2 separate regions of the Rattus norvegicus genome follow, and region 2 is linked to region 1. The links are chromatin contacts, called in public Hi-C maps. All regions are on one chromosome and are shown on one strand. The core of a region is the stretch at or near the end of the contact, and the rest is flanking DNA. Distances in the headings are between cores, read along the strand shown.

Region 1 (5,904 bases), core at 1,068-3,567:
CCAAGTATACTTCACAAATCATTAAAATGGTGGGGTTTCATCGTCATTTATTTTTTCTTAACGTTTTCAGTGACACTCCTTACGCTCGTGAAATCTAATTTTGAAAACTTTTCAGAGGATATACTGTAATTTCTTCTTTCTCCTTCTTGTTTTTTCCCATCGCTACGTGTTCTCTCCCTTCCCCCTCTTTTCTCTCTCTCTCTCTCTCTCTCTCTCTCTCTCTCTCTCTCTCTCTCTCTCTCTGTGTGTGTGTGTGTGTGTGTGTGTGTGTGTGTGTGTGTGTGTGTGTGACCATACACGACCCATACTAATCAGGTCTCAGAGTAAATAGCAGCGCAGGGCGATCTCAATGTAAATTACGCTTGTCAGAAGCACACCCCCCTCCCTCACTTTCTCTCCTCCTCCCCCTCGACGTCCCAGACTGTAGGTAGCTGGGGGAGGGGAAAAGGATTTTCTAACCAATGGCGCGCAGGAGGCTTGGCTAACCTTAACCTCCCATTTTCTCCCCCCTACCCCCGCCCCAATTCAGGGCTCTGACCAGTCAGTCGCCTTTGATTATCAGTTGCCAGCAGCCCTTCTCTTGGCTCCTTGACACGAGCTCCATATAAGGCAGCGATCTCCATAGAAACGTGTCAGTTTCAATAGTAGTGTCAAAGTTCACTATATACAGACATTCGCGCAGATCCCCCTTTCGGAAACATTGCTCCGAGTGTCCTCCCGTTTAAACGCATTCAATTTTTTGGTCCCTCTCCTCTTTCCTCTCCTCTCCTCTCCTTTTCTCTCTCCTCTCCTCTCCTCTCCTCTCCTCTCCTCTCCTCTCCTCTCCTCTCCTCTCCTCTCCTCTCCCTCCTCTCCTCACCTCTCCTCCCCTCTCTTTCGCCCCTCTCTCCCTCCTTTTCTTTCTCTCACCCACTCTCCTCTTGCCCTATCTCTCCCCTTTCTTACATAGTCTACTAGTTGTCGCCCTTCCTCTTTCTCTCCCTCCTCCTTTTCTCTTTTACTCATTTCCTCTAGAAGAGAGAAGACTAAACTTGAAAAAAAGAGGAGGCACCCCCTCAGTATTCTTATCGTTAATATATATATATATATATATATATATATATATATATATATATATATATATGGTGTTTTTTTTTTTTTTTGGAGGGAGGGTGTTGGTTCCCGGCTGAAGAGCACTTATTTAAAATACTAAAAAAAGAACATTTTTGGGCGATCTCCAGGGTTTTTTAACTAGCTCTGTGTGTTATAGCAGAAGAAGCAGAAGAAGCAAGAAAGAGGAAAAGAAGAGGATTATTTATTCGACCTACTTTGGATGTCTCTCTCGCTTTCTCTTTTTCCTTTTTTTCTCAAGTATTTTCTTCTGATTTTTATTTTTTTTCCTATTTCGCTGTGAATTCGTCGCTGGCGTGAATTATCTCGTATTTTTCTCCCCCTTCCGTCACCTCCCGAAAGAAGAAGGCAGAGAGAACCCGGCGCCACCCGCACAACAAAAAGAGCAAAGTGTGTGATCTTCCTCGCCGGCTGCCTCCCGCTCTCCAGAGCTGCCTTCCTGAATGGCTGGCTGCGTCCGGCCCTGGACCTGGCCCCCCGACACCCGAGCGCCCTGATCGTCGCCGGCAGCTTCGCCCTGCGTCCTGCTCGACTCTCCCAGCTCCCCGCACTCTTGAAACCGGGCGAGGGCTCCCGCCGGGACAGCGGCGGAGGCGCGGGCAGCCCCGGCCTCGGCTCGCGCTCGGGCTGCGGCCCCGACTCCAGCTCGGACTCCCGCCCGGGCCCCAGCTCCTCCAGCGGCGCTCGCAGCGGCGGCCGAGGCTGCTCCTCCGGCGGCGCCTGCAGCCGCGACCTCCTCCTCCTCCTCCTCCGCCGCCGCCGCCGCCGCCGCCCTCGCCGCTTCCTCTATGTCGGCTCAGCCCGCGCTCTGCGCGTAGCCCCAGCGGCCGGCCGGCCGGCGGGCGGGCGGGCGGGCGCCGGGCGCGAGTGAGAGAGTGTGTGTGCGAGTGTGTGTGTGCGCGGGTGTGCGGGCGAGGCGGAGGGCGAGTGTGTGCGCGCGCCGTGGCCCATGCCCGCCGCCCCCGGCGCTGCGCCCCGCGCCGCTCCCGGCTGCCGCCTGTGCCATTTCTGATTTTGCAACTTGGGGAAGAAGAAAAAAGCGAGAGAAGGGAGCTCGCTCGCCGGGGGGTGGGGAGGGGGGAGAGAGAGCGCGGCCCCCCCAGGAACGGAGCGCGGGGGGGAGCGGGCGAGGGGAGCAGGGGTGTTGGGGGGGAGCCTGAGAGCCTGGGGGGGCTGCAAAAAGAGAGAAAGAAAACAGCAGGAACCACAACAAAACGCCAGCAGGGCGGGCGGGCGCGCAGCAGCAGCGGGGCGGCCGAGGCAGTAACGGCGGCGGCGGCGGCGGCGGCGGCGGCTCAGGCAGAGGCCGGTGCCCGGCTCGGGCTTGGCTCCGGCGACCCCGGGGTGCCCGGTGGGCCCCCCGCCCCCTCCCCCTCCCCCCTTCCCCTTCCCCTTCCCCTCCCAGCGCGCCCGCGCGCCCCGCGGCCCTCGGCGAGCAGCTCGGCTCCCCCCAGCGCTCCCCGGGCCCAAAGATATGGCAATGGTAGTTAGCAGCTGGCGAGATCCGCAGGACGACGTGGCCGGGGGCAACCCCGGCGGCCCCAACCCCGCAGCGCAGGCAGCCCGCGGCGGCGGCGGCGGCGAGCAACAGCAGGCGGGCTCCGGCGCGCCGCACACGCCGCAGACCCCGGGCCAGCCCGGAGCGCCCGCCACCCCCGGCACGGCGGGGGACAAGGGCCAGGGCCCGCCGGGTTCGGGCCAGAGCCAGCAGCACATCGAGTGCGTGGTGTGCGGGGACAAGTCGAGCGGCAAGCACTACGGCCAATTCACCTGCGAGGGCTGCAAAAGTTTCTTCAAGAGGAGCGTCCGCAGGAACTTAACTTACACATGCCGTGCCAACAGGAACTGTCCCATCGACCAGCACCACCGCAACCAGTGCCAATACTGCCGCCTCAAGAAGTGCCTCAAAGTGGGCATGAGGCGGGAAGGTGAATATTTCTTCTCTGCTTCTCTCCCTGCGCTTCGCCCGCCTCCCTGCTCTTTCTTTCTCTCTCGCCTTGGTGGCTATGGCTGTGGGGATGGGGCTCCTGTGGTCCCAGCCGGTCCGGCTTCCCATTCCTCGCTGCTTTCCTCCCCCAGCGTCCCCCACCCCACCCCCCCAGCTCGCTGCTGCTGCCTCCCCCTCCCGGCCTGCGCTCCTCTCCCGGGCTCCTCCACCCCTCCCGCTGCCTGCTCAAGATTGTGTCCCTGGGATCCAGAGCTGTAGCTTAAAAATCCCTCCCTTCCTCCGTTGGATGTGCTCCGTGTGTGTTTCGCTCCCGCTTGTGTGTGAGGATGCTAGGGGCTGTGCTGGCATGAACTTGGGAGGGGTGCTGATTTTCCGCAGAAAACCGTTTCTCTCTGTGTGTGTTTTTGGTTTTGTTTTTTCGTTTTTCCCATTCCACTTTCTCCTCCGCCTCATCGTATCTTTTATTTATAATGGGAGAGGACTGGGGCTGGAGGACCCTGATCCTTAGATTCATTGCTGCCACCATCCTTTAGGAAGCTTAGCTTGGAAAAAGAGGAGTGAGATTTATTGCACTTGTAGGTCTAATTAGGGGGAAGGGGGGCTTCTGGCCTGTTCACTGGCTCCCTCTCCTCTTCAGGGACCTGGGGCCGCCTCCTCCCGAGCTGTGGCCTTGTTTTCACCCCTATACTTTGAAAGGAAAGTTTGTGACTGAACCCTGCTTTTATAGTAGTGTCATTTTTAAAGCTTGATACTCGTTTTATTTCTTCATCAAACTCCACCCTCTGTTTAAATACTGCATACAAATTACAATTTACAACGGCATTTACCGATCCTTCTGATTTGGCTATAATGCATAAGCTGCAGCTGGCATGAGCTTCTGCATCGATGTGTGGGTTGTTTTTTTTTTTTTTAAGCACAACTTTTGATGTTGGATTTGGATATACTTCATGTTCATGTGGCATGAGATGGAACACTTTTTTTACAAATATATTTAGTGGTTTATAGTTAAAGTTTATCTCCTGACAATCATTAAAGATATAGTCAAATTAGTGAACCAGTCAATTTCGAAGAATGTAGATTACTTCTCCTTGTAATGGCTTAAAATTATATTTTATATACCACAAGAAAAGAAATTGGATTCCTTCAGATCTCAAGGAAGAGGCAAATATGATGACTTCATTTCTAGCTCCAGGGAGATTCTGCAGGCATCTGGGGGGGGGGGGGCTTTGAATTGTGCTCTCATTTAATTGAAAAATAACTGCCAAGTTCAAAACTATAATTAGAAAAAGTATTCTAACCATTGTGTTTCAAGAGCGTAAACTGCACTGCAACTCTTGTTGGAAGTAGAACCAAAGAAAATAGAGCAGAGCCTGAGACAGGACAGCTCTGTGGACATGGACCTATCTCTACTAATTTGTTGGGGGGTGGCAGTTCAGTAGCCCTAACTTTCCCTAGCTTTGTCTTTGTTTACATGGCAATTTAAAATGCTGGCACTGTTGAAGTAAAACATACACATAAAAAAAAAACTTTGGTCAGCTTTAAGAACTCAAAGCATGCTTACGTTTTGCATGCAGATGGTTAATGAATCCAGTGTTTTTGCAGTTGCAAGCTCGTGCATTCACTGGGCAAAGCTGGCTGCAGGTTGCAGTGGCATCGCACAGGACAGACATTAATTATAGTTCCTACTTTTTTCAATAATGTTTGGCTACTGTAAGTTCAACTTTCTCTTGAAATTTTTACATGTTCTGTTGCTTTTAATAGTGAGAACTTTGTATGGGGTAGTCGGGAGGAGGGAAGGTGGGAGGAGGTGTGTATGATGTTTCTCGGGGTCCAAACTTGTAAGTGCTTAGTAAGATATGTAACTTGTATCTCTTTTAAAGATAATTCTGTAGCACTTTAGAGATTGTGGGAACATTTTATACACTTGCTGCATGTTTGCAAGTGAAGAGTGCACTAAGGTTTGTGGTTGGTACCACAGCCTTTCTCAGGTTTCACTTAAAAAAAAAAAAACCAACGTTGATTTGTATCATTCTGGAAGGTTGAATGGGGTTTCATTTATCTCTGTGTTGCTTCCTAGTAGCTGGGAGGTTGGGTGGTACTTTCTTACCCATCCTGAGCTAGGGGCCTTGCAGTCAGGCCTAGTTCTTCCCTGGCTGAAATAGCCAGGGATGTAGGCTATGGATGAACATATGGAGCCGGTGAAGGTAGATGACTTCACCCCAGATCTCCTGGCAGTGTGATCTGTGAGTAAAAACCAACAGGAGAAGATGCTTCGGGAGCGAGTGACTGAAGGAAAGAACTACATTGCGTTGGGTGTTCGCTGTGGCTCGGCGATGTTCACAAGCCCCCTGGATGCACATTGCCTCTTTTCTCTCTTTCTTTTTATCAGCGGTTCAGCGAGGAAGAATGCCTCCAACCCAGCCCAATCCAGGCCAGTACGCACTCACAAACGGGGATCCCCTCAATGGCCACTGCTACCTGTCCGGCTACATCTCCCTGCTGCTGCGAGCAGAGCCCTACCCCACGTCGCGTTATGGCAGCCAGTGCATGCAGCCCAACAACATCATGGGCATCGAGAACATCTGCGAGTTGGCCGCCCGCCTCCTCTTCAGCGCCGTCGAGTGGGCCCGCAACATCCCGTTCTTCCCGGATCTGCAGATCACCGACCAGGTGTCCCTGCTACGCCTCACCTGGAGCGAGCTGTTCGTGCTCAACGCGGCCCAGTGCTCCATGCCCCTGCACGTGGCGCCGCTGCTGGCAGCAGCCGGCCTACACGCCTCGCCCATGTCCGCGGACCGGGTCGTGGCCTTCATGGACCACATCCGCATCTTTCAGGAACAGGTGGA
Region 2 (5,904 bases), core at 2,003-4,502, 860 kb before region 1:
CAATGTTGGCAATGATCAAAAGATGCAGTTTCGTGTTTTAGTGCGATCTCCATTCCATCTGTGTTTGTATTTAAAGAAATTCAGTCTTACAGAAAAGTGACTTTGATTTTAAGACATGATTTTTGAACACAGTGGAAGCAATATATAATTTTATTAGACTGTAAAAAATTTAAAACAACTCTTTTATTTACTTATTAAAAGGCTCTGGTGTTAAATATATGGAAGGAAATATAATGTGTGTGTATGTGTGTGTGTGTGAATTAGTGATATGGTGTTGTATTTCATGGTATACTGTTATAAATCTCTCATAGGAATTGAAGAAATGCGTATGCAGGCTCTTTAATTTCGTAGCAATATGGGAAAGTAATGGTTGTGAAAAAATACTTCAGATGTTGCACCACCAACCTGGTACCAAACATAATCTATTTTCAAATAAACATTATATATGGTAACATGTATGACAGCAGCTGTAGGGTTGTTTTGCATAGTACTTAGTGTTATAATTTTTGTTTACTGATTAGGCTACCTATACTGAATCCTAGAGATCACATAACCTTCAATAAATCAGAGCACGAAATAAAACAAAAAGAAAAATATGAGCTTGAAATGTGCTTCTGTATGATGGTGTGCCTCCATAAGCCAACATTTTGCTACATTAAAAGCCTAAACAATGGTTCACAAAACGTAGCCAATCAGCTATCCAACTCTATCTTGTGACCTGTTTTATTGTGGTTTTTTTAGCTGAGGATGATTTTTAAAATTTTAAAGGGCATAAAACAAAATAAAGATGAATATGTAACAGAGACCCTACAGAGACCACAAAACCTAAAATATTGATTATCTGGCCATTTTCAAAAATACCCTGCCAAATCTGGGTTTGGATTCTGGGGGCTGCTAGATGGCCTAATGTGCAAGTCTGGATTAGAATGGGAAGCCACCTGATTAAACCTGATCACACCTGATTTTTCCTGATGCCACCATTTTCATATTGAAAACATGCAATATTTTACCCACAACAAAACTAGCTGCCCACATTTCTAATAAACTTAAGTTGCATTATGTGTGTGTTCTTTATTCCCACATCAAAACTGGTGAAGAAAAAGGACTGTGCATGATAACCATGCACATGGCAAGTTACTCAGAGTTGCTGAAGGAGCATGGATGTGTCATACAAAAGTGAGATTTACAAAAATGATGAAAATTCTTCTAACCAATTTTAAAATTACTTCCTCTATGTCTTCAGAATAAACATATCTTTCCACATGTTCTAGCACATAGTTTCACATAACATATTTAAATATTTTTTAAATTTGGAAACTTTAAATATTTGTTTATAAAAACTAATATTCTCATTTGTTTTAGAATTAATGTCATATTGTAAAGAACTCATGGTAATTTAATACAGTTTTATAGTTAACAATGATGTAATCCACATTAGATTAGACACACAGGAATCCAGGTATCATAATAGGTAACCAAAAAATAGTTGGTAATGAGTAACGAGTCCTTTATTATAAGGTAATGATTTACTCCAAAAAAAATGGCATTTTGCAGTGAGTCATCAAATATTTTTAACCAAATAATTTTCTTCGTTTTTTTTTTAAAGTATGTTTATATTGTACTCTCCAAAGTCATATCTTACAAATATAGAATGATTAATTGGGATCCTATCCCTAAATATAACATTAAAAGGAATGTAAAAATAAAAATACCACAAAAGAAAATATAATTAGAAAATGTTTTTATGAACAAAATGTAATCATTTGTTTCCTTAAAACTGTTACCAGAATTAAGAGAAACATATTACAGTTTAATAAACTGGCATAACTCAGCAGGAAACTTTTTTCTACTTAATAATTTATTAATCAATACACTACTTTGATACTAGCCATAATTAAACTTTAGGGTTTCTTTGATATCTTTGATACCTTAAGATGACATAACAACACTTAGTACAAACACATAGGCAATTTTAGCTTTTTAGGTGTGTGTTCTGCTGTTTTACTCTTGGGAGATATATTTGTAAGTTTCTTAGTTTAAATCTTAGGCAATTTTCCCCACAAGATCTTTTTCTTCCCCATCTTAAAGCAAATGCCCATCTTCTGTGGTTCAAACAGCCCAAAGCAGTCTCTTTTAAGCCATCTATTCTCATAAACAACAAGCCTTTGACATCTGTGACACCGGAGACATGCAGAAGTCATTAAGGGCATCCCGAGGGGATTCCAACAGTTGCTTCACTTTAGGGTGGGTGTGAGAAGGCTTAAAATTAAATTACTCAAAAATAAAGTTAGAGCACTAAGCAATTTCCTGCTGTCCAACTCAGTAGGGTTTCCCGTGAGAAAAGAAAGTGGGCAAAAAGCTCAGACAGACAGACAAACATATTTACCCCTAGGTGGAAGGTACAAATTAAATTAGCCTGCTACAAAAGGGAGATGTTTTCTCCTTCTGTTCAGATGTCATGGTACTGAGGAAACATAAACTGGGGCCAAAAAAAAAAACCCTCACAAATGCATTCATTTGATCTAGTATTCATCCTGATCCAAGGTCTAAACAGAACACATAAAAGCACAGCACTGTGGAAGAACTTCCTCTCCCTAGTTACCAAGTTGGGAGTTGCAAGGGAACATGGGAACAGGGGGTGGGGATCTTTCTAGAATGTTTCAGTGTTGAGGAACTGTCAGAGGATGTTACAGAGTATATGACTGAATCTGAAATCACATCAGTATAATTCAATTCCATATTTCATAGAAAAAGCTCGGGGGTATGTGTGCACAGTATGGTGTGTGTAAAGGTACGTTGTGAACTTTCTTTCTCTCAGTAGCTGGAAACCAATATAGGCACTTCCAAAGAGTCAAGTATCTATTATAGTGCCTCATTAATATGCATGTTTTTGGCACTCGGTTTGGTTCAGCTGGTATGCTTTCCAGTATCTCATTCTTTATTTATATGAGACTGGGAGGTGTGACCTATGGAGCCAGTTGGCTGTCATGAATTGGAATATTCATTAAGCCTCATGAATTATGCATTAGACTGCTTATAATACTGAGATCCACATTTGATCTAGCCAGAACTCTCAACTGCTTCCCATTTGATGGAATGATCCACATTTTGGTCAAACTATACATGTGTTCCATATAGTGCAGAGGGAGCGAGTGTACATTTGCTACCCAGAAAGGCTTGGAGATTTTGCAGCTCACATCTGACTAAGTGAGTTTCATATTTTTGCATATAGAAAGGGCACAGCAGACAAGGTTCTCCTCGAATAAACTAGATTACAGTAGCGTTCTTCTCTAGCCTGAATACTGTTTCCGTCCATTACTGCCCTTGCCTATAAAAGTCAGCCATGACTGGGAAGCGGCCAGAATTATAAACGGCATATAGCTATCTCCTGGTGACCCACATAAAAAAGCAACAGCAAGTACAAAGAGCGTGGAAAGGGCTCTTAAGAACTTAGCTTCTCTTATGGAAATCAAGAAAACACTTTTATGATAACCTTGTTTTCTTACTGAGTACTGGTAAGTATGCCTAGCTTACATAAAACCTAATTTTAAGATTTTGCTGATGATATAAAATGTTATAAAGAGAAAAAAGTGGTTAAATTTTAAATATTTTTATTTTGAAGTGTATGTATCAATGTTAAATTTTTATTCTATTTAAACCCATACCTTATACAAAAGAAAAAAACAAACTGAGATGAACCACTATATATTATGTTTCTTATATACATGAACAAATTCAAGAGCTAAATACATGCCATTTTTACATTCTTAGCATATGCTGTTCAACACTGTTCTTACAATCCACTCTTAATAAAAAAGAGTTTTATATAGCTTCAATATTAAACCTTTGATCATTTTCTATGTTAGAATGTGTCTATTATTTTCCCTAATGTAGACATGCCTAAGAAGGCACTCTTATTCATGAAGGTAATTATTACCACAATTAAAGCCTGGGACAGAGTTTGAATGTGGTGAATTCCCTTTGCTATATTCTAGAAAAGTGGCCTAAAGAATCTATAGCCTGCTCTATAAAAGGTCATGGGTGAGTCCTGGGTAAAATGGCATTGTTTACAGATTTTTTAGTGAAGAGATTAGCTGTCATTTATTTTCACATACCTAACTGAGGCGCCTTGTGGTTCCCAGCAAGAGCGTGTTCTCGTCTCTTTCTCAGCCTGTCACATCCCTGTCAGTTTCAATAAAATTACTTACCTGAATTATGCAAATGAAGCTTTGTTATGTCCAGATCCCAGCATTGTTCATCTCCACTATAGCTGAAAATTCTAGCAGTCCCCTTGCTTACACTGTCTGATTCCAGGACTCCTTAGGTCAAGACCTTTGAACCTCAGAGCTTGACTTATGCCACAACCATTTGACAAATCGCCCAGACCCTCACAAAAGCTGGTTTAGCCCCAGAGTGGCTGCTCTCTCTATACACCACTGTTTCTCTGTTTTGACATTTCCTTCTCACTTTTCCTCTCAGTAATTAGACAAAGGGAGAAAAAGACATTTGTGTTTAAAGAATGCTTTCATTTAGGACTGTGATAAATGGCTCCCCTTTCCAAGAAGCTGCAATCCCACTGCAGGACAGAGGTTTCCTTCACAAGGGCCTGGACAAGGAAGGCCTCCCACCAAAGCCTTCCCAGACTTTAGCTTTGTCTATAAAGAGCCCACAGAGAGGGTCTAGTGATTTGTTCTCTTCTCAGTACTACAAAACAATTGGAAAAATGTAGCATGAACTTCTATGTTAAAACCATCATGGTTGTAAAAACAAAAATATTGAGTGTTTAATCTAAATAATTCTAACAAAGCTGGAGGTTAAAAAAAGGTACTATGATTTTTTAAAGCAATTTCCCTATCATTAAATATCTCTCTGTTCCAATAATATATTACAGATTGAAATATAACCCACTCTTTGACATCCCATCTAGGATCTTGAGGAAGAAAGCATCAACATGACTTCAGAGAATGAGTAAATCTGTGTTTTAGAATAAAATGTGAGCTTACCTTGGTGCCAAAGGAAAGCTTGTCATGGTGCAGGAAAATGTTAAAAGAGTGGAACTTATATCAACTATGTTTTCATACGCTTCTTTTAGAGTGGTGAGTTAATTTTTATTGGTCTATGGAGTAAGTGAGATTGTCAAACATGACAATAGATTGAAACTGCATGGGAGCCTGTAGTGCCCAGTTTGGGTGAAGCATGATCACGTTGCCATTCAGGCTGTGGTTAGTGTGTTGCTTACACTCAAAACCATGTTGCCTCAATCAGAGTATCATTTCCCAAAGCAGGCAAATTACCTCAAAATATCTCATTTTAATTCATTATTAGACCACAGAATAATCCTATGATTTGGTTTTATCCACAAGTTAAAGAATAAAAACACAGGAAAACTTGAGACTCAAAAAGAAAAATAATGATAAAGTAAGGGAGTAACCACGTGAAGTGGCATGTGGCATCTATGTGCTTTACAGGAAATTCCCCTACACTGAGACAGGTTCATACTGCGAGATAATAACACTTTACATGCTTTCAAATGAGCATGACTTTTATTTCGCTTATTTTACTTTATTAGATAAAATAATCCCTAAAAGATATCATTAAAACAGAACTGGCCGAGAAAGCTAATTCAAGTGAACACTTTGAGCTCTTTTCTCTAGGGTTAGTTGAAGAGCTAAAACTTTATAAATGAATGAGCACATCTGAGTTTCTATCCCTATATCAAAACAAAGCAGAGGAATCAACTGTGTTTGGAATTTTACTGAAATCTTTATGAGGGAACAGGGTCTTTACATGATTCCCATGAAAAGGACACTGGGCCAACAATATGATAAACTTGAAATAATGAAAGCACAGGCCTAAAAGGCTGCAAAACATTCTGTTTCTGAGACTTTCCCTCACATGCAGGCA

What was found. Hi-C and Micro-C count contacts between places; a contact is called where the count stands out from the background.
Region 2: a Hi-C map of Schwann cells shows a contact between it and region 1, with 5 times the contacts expected there. The contact joins the enhancer-like site here to the promoter of Nr2f1 in region 1. A contact is called at or near these places in 2 of 12 Hi-C or Micro-C datasets (the A7r5 cell line and Schwann cells) and 1 of 1 datasets of contacts at active chromatin or transcription factors (oligodendrocytes).

Annotation. Positions count from the first base shown.
Region 1 is chr2:9,782,337-9,788,240 of GRCr8, reverse strand. Nr2f1 (nuclear receptor subfamily 2, group F, member 1) reads left to right here and starts at 2,317. Exons shown (of 3, transcript NM_031130.2): 1 at 2,317-3,038; 2 at 5,448-5,904. The coding sequence starts at 2,585.
Region 2 is chr2:10,645,814-10,651,717 of GRCr8, reverse strand. No RefSeq gene overlaps it. Among named protein-coding and RNA genes, the nearest start is that of Nr2f1, 860 kb to the right of the region's middle. Within about 2 kb of position 3,252, at least 9 of the 93 cell types and tissues checked have an H3K27ac peak or open chromatin away from gene starts, as enhancers often do. A contact at or near this core is called in Schwann cells, where this site is marked.